3 separate regions of the Mus musculus genome follow, and regions 1 and 2 are each linked to region 3. A link is a contact called in public ChIA-PET data. All regions are on one chromosome and are shown on one strand. Each heading gives the region's core, a stretch centred on a gene start, on an enhancer-like site or on the middle of the called end of the contact. The rest is flanking DNA. Distances are from core to core; before and after follow the strand shown.

What was found. ChIA-PET counts read pairs in DNA pulled down with a chosen protein or histone mark.
Region 1: an RNA polymerase II ChIA-PET map of memory CD8 T cells shows a contact between it and region 3, with 59 read pairs. The contact joins the promoter of Gstk1 here to the enhancer-like site in region 3. A contact is called at or near these places in 2 of 39 promoter capture datasets (the 3T3-L1 cell line and cranial neural crest), 2 of 484 Hi-C or Micro-C datasets (CD4 T cells and embryonic stem cells) and 8 of 115 datasets of contacts at active chromatin or transcription factors (T-cell acute lymphoblastic leukemia, large pre-B cells, memory CD8 T cells and 5 more).
Region 2: a contact with region 3 is called in an RNA polymerase II ChIA-PET map of memory CD8 T cells, with 200 read pairs. The contact joins the promoter of Casp2 here to the enhancer-like site in region 3. A contact is called at or near these places in 10 of 39 promoter capture datasets (the 3T3-L1 cell line, 3T3-L1-derived adipocytes, the C10 cell line and 6 more), 4 of 484 Hi-C or Micro-C datasets (CD4 T cells, embryonic stem cells and regulatory T cells), 16 of 115 datasets of contacts at active chromatin or transcription factors (CD4 single positive thymocytes, DN3 thymocytes, T-cell acute lymphoblastic leukemia and 12 more) and 2 of 9 other capture datasets (adipose tissue and liver).

Annotation. Positions count from the first base shown.
Region 1 is chr6:42,244,279-42,247,574 of GRCm38.p6, forward strand. Gstk1 (glutathione S-transferase kappa 1) reads left to right here and starts at 1,657. Exons shown (of 8, transcript NM_029555.2): 1 at 1,657-1,815; 2 at 2,272-2,353; 3 at 2,533-2,661; 4 at 3,206-3,296. The coding sequence starts at 1,744.
Region 2 is chr6:42,263,212-42,266,575 of GRCm38.p6, forward strand. It overlaps Casp2 (caspase 2), which reads left to right and starts at 1,774. Exons shown (of 11, transcript NM_007610.2): 1 at 1,774-1,986. The coding sequence starts at 1,913. It overlaps Tmem139 (transmembrane protein 139), which reads left to right. Exons shown (of 3, transcript NM_175408.4): 2 at 33-294; 3 at 517-1,344. The coding sequence starts at 50. The coding sequence ends at 916.
Region 3 is chr6:41,553,293-41,556,489 of GRCm38.p6, forward strand. It overlaps Tcrb. Among named protein-coding and RNA genes, the nearest start is that of Prss2, 33 kb to the left of the region's middle. Within about 2 kb of position 1,264, at least 89 of the 459 cell types and tissues checked have an H3K27ac peak or open chromatin away from gene starts, as enhancers often do. A contact at or near this core is called in CD4 single positive thymocytes, DN3 thymocytes, T-cell acute lymphoblastic leukemia and 8 more, where this site is marked.

The DNA of each region.
Region 1 (3,296 bases), core at 407-2,906, 690 kb after region 3:
TACCTTATGTAGTTTTGTTTAACATTCTGTTTCAACAGCTCTAATCAGTGTCTAGGGTTCAACTGGATAAGTGCACAGCCAGTGACTCCAGTAACTGAAGGTTGTCTCTGTACCTCAAGTTTCCATTCAAAGAACTACAGTGTAATTTATTAAAGAAATAGAGAACTTATGAACCTGAGTTTCCCAACAAGCTGCTGGGTTTCATCCAATTATAAGCATCTAAGTTTAACGAACCACAGGTAGTCAACCATCAGAAGATCACGTCTTAGTACCACCAACTCCTCACCATGACCAGTTATTTCTGAGCCTTAATCACTTTTTCTGTCTGTAAATATTAAACGCCCACATTGCAGAGTGGCACTCTTTGAACCTCTCCTGATGCTACCTAATGTCTGAAGTGTTCTTTGCTAAAGGTACTCTAAGTTGTCTAAAGCTTTCTTTTAACACTAGCTATTACTCTCAGCAATATAATGGTGTAAGAAAATAAAAGTAAGTACATTTTTAACCTGTCAGTATGTGATGTGCGTATGTTTGAATATTACAATGTGGGCACCCCACATGAGGAGGTCTTTCCTTGTTGTCCACCTTGTTTAATCAAGGTTCTGAATATACAGCAGTATTATGTATGCTAAGATAAGTGGCCAGGGAGCTTCCAAGGACTCTCTTGTCTCTACCTCCTATCTCATAGTAGGAACACTGGGATTACAGATTAATGCTACTAAACACAGCATCATGTGTACTCTGAAGATCAAAAATCAGGTCAACACAGTTGCACCATTGACCCACTAAACCCCCTCCACAGACGAAAAGGGAATATATTTTTGTTTTTCCCCCCATATCATCTATAATACCAAAACTTTTAATAATAAATGATAACAATAGTATATGGTTCCAGGATATACAAAGCAACATATCAAGACCCCACCCCACTCCCCCAAAAACCCTAAATAAATGAATAATACTAGTAGCAGATGAAGTCCTGTGCCTTCCCTCTTGGGATGTAAGTCATCCTTTTGTTTAGTGTGTCCACACTGTATATATTACCTACCTCCATTTCTGTGACCACCTCCGTTATCAGATCAAGTGCTGTACTGATGAAATACTTATGTTCAAGTAACATTTTTATTATAATAAGGCACAAATTTTAGTGTGGCATGTTATGGTTCTTCTAGCATTCATCACTAATGTGCCTAATTTATAAGTTATAATTTACTGTGTGTAGAAAAAAAACATAATATGTAGAGTTTCATCTACAGTTTCAGGCATCCCCTGGGTGTGCTGTAATGTATAGAATGAAGATTTTTTAAAAGACCACTATGTCAACTGTCAAATTCATTCTAAACATTGTTCTTATCTCTGAGAAAGTGAATACAATAAAAGATGCAATTCGGAACTTCCATATTGCCGGTCTTTAAACGTCATCCAACGCAAATTTGGATCCTTGTGTATTGCCTTCTTGCTTGAGGGACAAAGTTCTAGAGCTGGCTGCACACACTTGAGATCCTTCTCTGGATCTGACCTTCCCCTTTATCTCAGACTCCGCCTTCCTCATCCGCTCTTGGTCTACCCGTGTACACCCCTGGGCCAGCCCTATAGGGCGGGGCCTCTCCCGGAGACTGCGCACTAGGGCCCTTAGCAGACCCGCCTGCAATTCGCGGACTACGATTGGCTGCTTGCTCTTCAGCTACCTAAAGCTCTTCGGCAGCCCAAGGCTTCAAGTTCACTTTCTCTCACCACTGTAGAATGGGGCCGGCGCCGCGCATCCTGGAACTCTTCTACGACGTGCTGTCCCCGTACTCCTGGCTGGGCTTTGAGGTGACACGGGGGAGCCGCCCGGGTTGTGGTCTGCGAGGCGAGTGCACAGTGGGGCACTGATCACCGGGCTGCAGAAATTCCAGTGGATGCCCTCAGGGTTAGCACAGGGTTCAGGTTCAAGTTCACTTTGTGCCTTTAAACGGACCGAGACTCCGCCAAGTAGGGTCCTGATCCTAAGGTCAAATATTCTCTTTCCACAGACCCTAGAAAGAACAGAGGCAACTCCAATGAAGCTAGGTCAAGTTCGGGGAGGGGGATCAGGGGCGCTAGGATGCTCTACGGGATGAAAACCGTACACTGGAGTAAGCATTCTGGTATCTATTTCAAAGAACTGAGAGTTTTGTCCTATTAAACCAACCAGTTCAGTGTGAAGTCCCCATCTCTGTCCAGCACTTAGAGGCAGAAGACAGCCCTCAAATGCCACACAAGCTCCCCTTCTTATCTCTGCACTTGTAGGTCCTATGCAGATACCAACACCTCTGGAATATAAAGCTGCAGTTGCGGCCCACTTTAATCGCTGGGATCATGAAAGACAGCGGTAAGCATGAAGAAGCTCCACCTCTCTGGGCAAGGAGGGTTGCTTTCTGTGGCCTGAGGGGCCTGTCCTGCACTGAGTATGCAGACCTCAGCCTAAACTAGTAGTTTGCTTTCTACTGGAGAGGTTCCAGTAGACCCTCATGTCCTCTCTCACCAGTTGTCTTAACTCTCCACTGCCAGGAAACCAACCACCTGCTATGGTTCCCCGAAAAGGCCAGTACATCTTCAAAGAGATTCCTCTCCTGAAGCAGTTCTTCCAGGTTCCCCTCAACATACCCAAGGATTTCTTTGGTGAGACTGTGAAGAAAGGTGAGGAGGAGGATGAAGAGAAGACTCGGCAGTTAAGAGCACCGGCTGCTCTTCCAGAGGACCTAATTTAATTCCCAGCACCCACAATGGTGGGTCACAACCACCTATAACTCCAGTTTCAGAGGAAACAGAAATAAATAAGTGAAGAGGGTCAGAAACACTGGGGAATGTAGTGGAGAGCAGTCCAGCTGAGGCTTTCATAGGATATCAAGAAATAAAACATGCTTGTGTGGGGAACCCAGCATCAGCTAGCCAAAAGAGAGGGATGGGAGAAGCAAGAACTGCATAGAGTAAATCCATTATGAGAAACTGGAATTAAAGACTGCAGGTGACGGAGCTTGGGGGAGTGTCTGAAAGAAGGATGAGCTTGGGGGCGTGTCTGAAGGAAGGATGAGCTTGGAGGCGTGTCTGAAGGAAGGATGAGCTTGGGGGCGTGTCTGAAGGAAGGATGAGCTTGGGGGCGTGTCTGAAGGAAGGATGACACGGTCCTCCATCAGGACAAAAGGAATAGGAATCTTAGCTCTACATGCCTCTGCCCCCACAGGAAGTATAAATGCCATGCGCTTCCTCACCACTGTAAGCATGGAGCAACCAGAGATGCTGGAGAAGGTGTCCAGAGAGATATGGATGCGTGT
Region 2 (3,364 bases), core at 524-3,023, 710 kb after region 3:
TAGCTAACACACAACTGTGTGTCTTTCTGCAGGTGCCCTGGGAGGGGCCATGGTGCCAAGACAGTTGTTGGGGAAACTGAAGCAGCCATTTCTCTTCCTGAGCAGTGCCTCCCTCCTCCTGGGGCTGGCTTTACTGGTCATACAGTCTGATGTCGCCCCTGTTGCTTACTTCTTCCTCTGCTTGGCTGGCTTTTGCTTTGTTGCTTGCCTCCTGGCCTGTGTTATGGAACGATGCTCCCGATCGATGCCAAGCTCCAGGCAGACTGAGAATCCAGAGGCCTCAGGCCAAGCGCAGTGAGTCGATGGGAGATGGGCAGGATGACGGGAAGACACGCAAGGCCCTCGTTCCCTCTGTGCCCATCCTTTCTTAAGCATAGACTCTGCTTTCCTCTGTCACTGGTATCATTAAGAGCAATGGTCAGCAGACAATAGAGAGGTCTTTTGCAAGAATGGTGGAACAGAAAAAGGGGGTCTTCTTTCAGGTACCCACTAACGACCATATTTCTTCTCCCACAGAGACAATGGAGCTTTTGAGGTGCCAACCTATGAACAGGCTGTAGAGGTGATGGATTCACAACCACAGAGCCACCTCCAAGAGCTGGAGCAACCACCCCCTTACAGCAGTATCATAATATCCCCAGGAGTTGAGGGGGCACAGCCTAGCCAACCAGACAGTCCCAGCACAGGCAGTCTGAAAAGGCGAGTGGGCTCAGAGGGGACAATGACTGCCAGAGGAAACCCTGGAAGAATTCTTCGACTTAGGGGTCCACGAGTTGTGGCCACTGCTCCTGATCTGCAAAGCATGAGAGTGGCCCCCAAACTGGAGCCTAGTACTCCACCTCCTGCCTATGAAATCAGTTTTGCTCATGCTGATGATGACAGTGTTTTCTATGAAGATAAATGGATACTTCCCTAAGTGGTGCCCTCAGAACCTGTGCACTCATTTGCCCAGCATTTCCTAGTGTCTATTGGATCAGAAACTGGTTTTACCCGGACATCACAATCGAGGCCTTCAAAGCAGCGGGGAGTCGGGCTGTGGCATGTCGTTCACAGATAAATGGCACACCTAGATTCTTCTGGAAACATTCTGGAACCTATCTGATGACCAGTATTTCCAGAGTAAGGTGGAAGATGAGAAAGAGATAAGTTACCAAGAGAAGCTGGAGGGATACCTCTGAGTGACTGCTGTGTTTCTTCTATTGTAGACACCAAGTCTCCCTGAGATTCCTGATGGGGTATTACCTACCAAGATAATGAGAGCTTCTAAGGTTGAGGGGAGCTGAATAGTTTGCACAAGAACGGGATGCTAGTAAAAACATAAAAATAACTCGAATCAAATTCCAATTCCAGTGCCTCCTGTTTTCAATACCAAGCAGGCAATCCGCATTACTTTATAGCCTTGTCAACTGGTAGATAAGAGAATGAGAGGACACTTGTGTAGGAAAAGCGCGACCACGAGCTGCCCCAGCCTGGGAGAAGAGCGCCTCCTAGTGCTTTCCGTCTTCCCTGCATCCTGGCCCTGGAAGTTCAAGGCGAACAAGGATAACAAGGGAAGCCCAGCCCCTTTGGTCTCTTGTAGTTACTTCAGGAGGGGTCGGAGGAACCAGGGGAGGGGGCTGCGGTTTCCGCGGGAATCGATAGCCAATCAGGTCCCCGAGTAGGAGAACCCTCGCTCTTTTCCCGCCCCTTCCCGTTCCTTCTAGCGCCTCCTCTCTTCCCATTGGGCTGTGCGAGCCTCAGCGAGCAGTGTGCGCTTGCGCATGTCCCGGCGTGGGTGGGGCTTGCTGGCGTCGGGCGGAGCCGTGCGCAAGCGCGGCGCGGTGGGAGGCTGGGGGAGGGATGCGGGGGCTGGCGCGGCCCAGCGTTTGTTTGTTTTGTGGGTGGTGCGTGTGCAGCCCGGGAAAAGCTGGAAATGGCGGCGCCGAGCGGGAGGTCGCAGTCCTCCCTGCACAGGAAGGGGCTGATGGCGGCTGACAGGAGGAGCAGGTGAGGAGGGCAGAGGAGGGGAGGCGGCCAGGCGAGCGGCGCGGCTTCTTGGCCTGGTGCCGCGTGTACAGGGGCTGCAGCAGCCTCCCTTTGTCCAGCGCAGAGGAGTCTATGAGAGCGATCTTGTCCGTCCCGCGCTACTTCTCGCCTGCGGCATCTCACCTTTTCCAGAGATGCTCCGGCTTTTCCTTCCAGTTCTTAGCTGAGGACTTAAACTCATTTCTCTTTAAAAACCAGAGACTTCGCAGCTCGGCCTTGGGCGCATTTGACTTGGATTGACTATCTCGTGCCCTGCACTGCTTTCTCATATAATAGATGTTTGTCAGAGAGTTCCACACAGGTTTGGGGGATTTGAATCCTTTGAGAGGATTAGATGGTTCCCGTTTCTCCGCCTCCTCCGTCAGTTTCGATGAAAACATTGCACAGGACGACACAATTTTATTGTTTCCTGTCCAGACCTCTAACATTAATATAGAAACGGGAACTCTTACAGGACACGGAATCAAAGCGTTAGAAACCTCTCGGTGTTCTTTTTCTCCATTCCACTTTTCATGGGTGCCCTAAAATTCCAGGTGACTGGAAACTTCGGGAAAGTTCATATTTTAAGCCTGGTAGTTTGAGATAAAAGGAAGTGGCAGGTGTGCGGAGTAGGTGGAGCCTCAGATAAAACACGGTGACGACTGCTTCGTTAAAAATTCAAGCCTGGGACATAAGAGGATTTAGAACTGGAGTCAGTAAATTGTACCTGAGGATGCAATTGTCTAGAGAAAAGCCCCCTCCCCTTTATTTTTTTGCAAGGGTGTCCTAGTGCAGGGCCAGCATTTAAAGGCTACAAGGCTGTAATCCTGGCATCCTGATGCCTGAGGCAAGAGAATCAGAAACTGAAAATGAGTTTGGTCTCCTGGTCTAGTCCTGTCAAAGAGAATGAGGTGTTGGGGGAGAGGTCAGGTGCCCTCTACAGGAAACCGGAACATGGCTAGCCAACTGAAACTGGAGAGAGCAGTAGAGTGGAAGTCGAGGAAATGAAGCCGCTTAAGAAATGGATCTTCCTAATGACCTAAGAACTCTGCTCTACCATTCATTATATACCTAATGATAAACCCAGCTAACAGCTGCTGTATTCATTTTAATTTAACCAAGGTCCTGTATTTATCCCCATTACTGTGTTGTCTTGTAAGGTGATTCTTAACTGAGGTTTTAAATTCATGTAGAGCATGAATTTTAAAACCTCAGTTAAAATTCTAGTGAATTTTGAAATAGCAGGTACATTCTGAATATTTACTCTGCGTCAATACCTCTTGCTAATGCAGTTTCTCAGGACCCTATTTTTCCATCTAACTGTGGCCTGAAAGGACTTAAAGGAGCCTTTATACAAGGG
Region 3 (3,197 bases), core at 14-2,513:
TGTACAGTTCTGAGCATTTCTTTCTCCTAGTGGATCAGTTACTTTCTTATAAAAACATTTCAGCTCACTTTTATCCTTCTATCATTCTGAAAGCACTGTATTCAGAAAAAAAAAAAACTCAGCACCAGGTGGGTTCTGACCTACATAGAGTAAAGAGGGAGTTAGTTATACCCCTTGTTTTTGATGTGTTAGGTATCATTTGGGTGGGGCGACTTTTTACCTTTGTATGTCTACATCCTGCCGTTGACTCAGAGATCACTTGGGACTCAAAACTCTAGTTCTTTCACACATGTGCTGCATCTGAGCCATGTACCCCCTCTGTGTGTGCAAATTGTTGCTTTTCTATCTGTGAGGATGTGCAGGAGACCAAAATGTACTTCGGTTCTCTTGCATTTATTTCTTTAGTGCTTCTTCCAAACTTACCAAGTCTCAACAAGATTCTAATTCTGTAGTCCATTATATTTATCCCTCTATCCTCACACTCTCTCAGATGGGATCATGTCGCCTTATTTAATCTTATACAAGTGATTCACAAAATCACAGCAAGATCTCAGCTCGATATGGAGCACATGTTCTCCAAACTCTGCCTGGAGTCCAGGATCTGCTAAAACTCAGAGAATCAGTTCTTCCCCCTCCTCTCTCCCCAGCTGCAGAATGCATTTACCATCTCCAGCTTTCCAGATCCCTTCAATTCCTGTGAACCAAGGTGCTCCATAAGGAGCCTCAGACCCTACTTAGTGGTTTGTTGATGAAAATTCTGCAGGCCTTGTAGCACTGACAGAATGGTAAGTGGGGAAATCTAAGTCCTTCCCAGCTCCAGACACACACATTGTGATATATCTTACAAGGCATCTGACCTGCAAAGGGACAGTGCTGATCTTGAGTCCCATAGTTAACCAGGCACAGTAGGACCCTTAATACTTGTTTCCCTGACCGATTCCAGCAAAGAGATATAGGAACATGATAAAAAAAATAATCTTAAGAAGAACTGTTTTTCATCAAACATCAGCAAGTGAAGAGATGCATTCCTGGGACTTTTCGGTTCCTGAAGACAATGGGGGAAGGGGTGGAAGCATCTCACCCCAGGTCTGGCTGTTTATCTGTAAGTAACATCAGCACCAAGTAAGAATGGCCACCTGCCATAGCTCCATCTCCAGGAGTCACAACAGGATGTGGTTTGACATTTACCAGGTCCTACATCTGGGGTGCCTGTGAATGCTCCCCCACTCACTCACATTCTGAGCATTTTGGGAACCACACTTGCCACATCCTGTCTTCAAACCCTTCTCATGCAGCCCTTTCTACCTCAGCCTCTAGCTATCACCGTGACAGTGAGAACAACCAAGAGGAGGGTCTCTAAAGGGGAACCCATATATCTCATCTCAAGCCCCCCATCTAAACTATCTTACATCTGTTAGAAGTCACACAGGAAACAGAAGCCTTCAGTATGCACCATGGAGACAGGTGCAATAACAGCTCTGACCTCATTAGGGTTCCCATGGCTCCCACATCACCGCTCTTCCCACTTCTCTTTCCACTTAACCCCAACTCCAGTCACCCTCTCTTCACAAGTATCCTCCATTTCCTTCAACTAATGTAATGAGAGCCCATTCATGTAATGAGTCACAGGAACAGAGTCTAAATAATAAACCGAATGAAAAATAGATGGTCTGTCTGTCCTGCATTCATTGGCTGGCTTTCGCTGGGGTGTATCCTCTGTGAGTAAGGGCTGTAAAGTGAATGTGCTTTGTATTTCCTGCCTCATGTGGGTAAGATGAGGGAAACGTCTACACACAACACAGGAAAGAATGGAAAACCAGACCTCCAGAAACTCTCAAATGAGGAAGTGGGAACTCGCAAAATATACAAGCCAATCCTGCTCTATCCATCACACACTCAACTAAATCATATAATCTTTAAAAAATCATATGAAGTAGCCCAGCCTTCCTAAGGCTGGGCCTTTTTCTACCTTCTAGAAGCAGTCAAGGGGCCCCAGTCAATCCCATTATGGCTTAGATCCTTGAGGGGAGTTTCTCTAACTTCTGTGGTCCTCAGCAGCCTGTGTGTGAAAATCAGGCAATGATATCCTTAGGGATAGTTATTGTGACACATTTATAAAGTCAAAGTCAAAATCAGCATCCTTACAGATCTCCTAGAAAAGAAGCCACATTTAACCAGGAACCATGACATTGATGTTGGCAGCAGGTAGCACCTACTATTAGGATATGCCATCCTGAAGTGTTTTCCTGTTTTCCCTAGTTATAATGACTGAGGTTTTGACCTTTGGGTACAATTGAAACAGTTATGGCAGCAGAATCTTTATGCATAAATAGAGGCAGATAACTAAATGCAGGATAATGACTTGCTCTAGTGTGTATACATGGTTTTCAGGACTCTCCTTAAACAGCCTCTTCTTGTGTGCTACATTATCCTTAGCCATCACTAGGATTTTCTTTTTCTCATTTGCTGTTTCCAAGACTTTAAAGACGCTGAGATTTCTGTGTTTCTATTCAAACAATCCTCTCATTTGGAACTTAATTGTATTAAATCTAGCTAAAAATCGTTTCTCCTTTTAATGTACACACACACACACACACACACACACACACACACACACACAGTGTTTCTCCTTGAAGACAGACCCTGAGATTGCACAGAGTTCCAACAGGAATGTTCTAGGATGAATTCAGAGCAGACAGCACATGAGAAAATTGGCATCGGTTTGCCACATAAGCATTGTCATGTTTGTGACATATTTTCTGTTTAAATATTTTTAAATGAGACAATTTGGAGGAGCTACAGTCAAAGTACTTTGTAAGCTTCCAGGGAGGAAAAGGACACCTGCCAAAAGTTAGACTTTGTAATAGTACTTGCAAAATATGATCTCCTTCAATATCTAACAATGCATACAGATAACATTTGCTGGTGAAAAAAAAATGAAATCTAGAAAAACTACATAACTGCCCTCAGGTCTTAGAAACTAGGAAATCTAGACTTGAAGTCAAATGTTTTACTTGTAGCTTTGCCTGGTACCATCTTTAATATACTTCATTGTTTTGATCTTTATGATGGCTCTCTGTATCCTGGCTACTTTACACCTATTCATCAAGTGTGATAGAGACATTTGGACATTGTCAAGTATGTTGTTGATCACTCAGTGTCTCTGTTTTGATTTTTCCTTTGTATATTAATTAAAT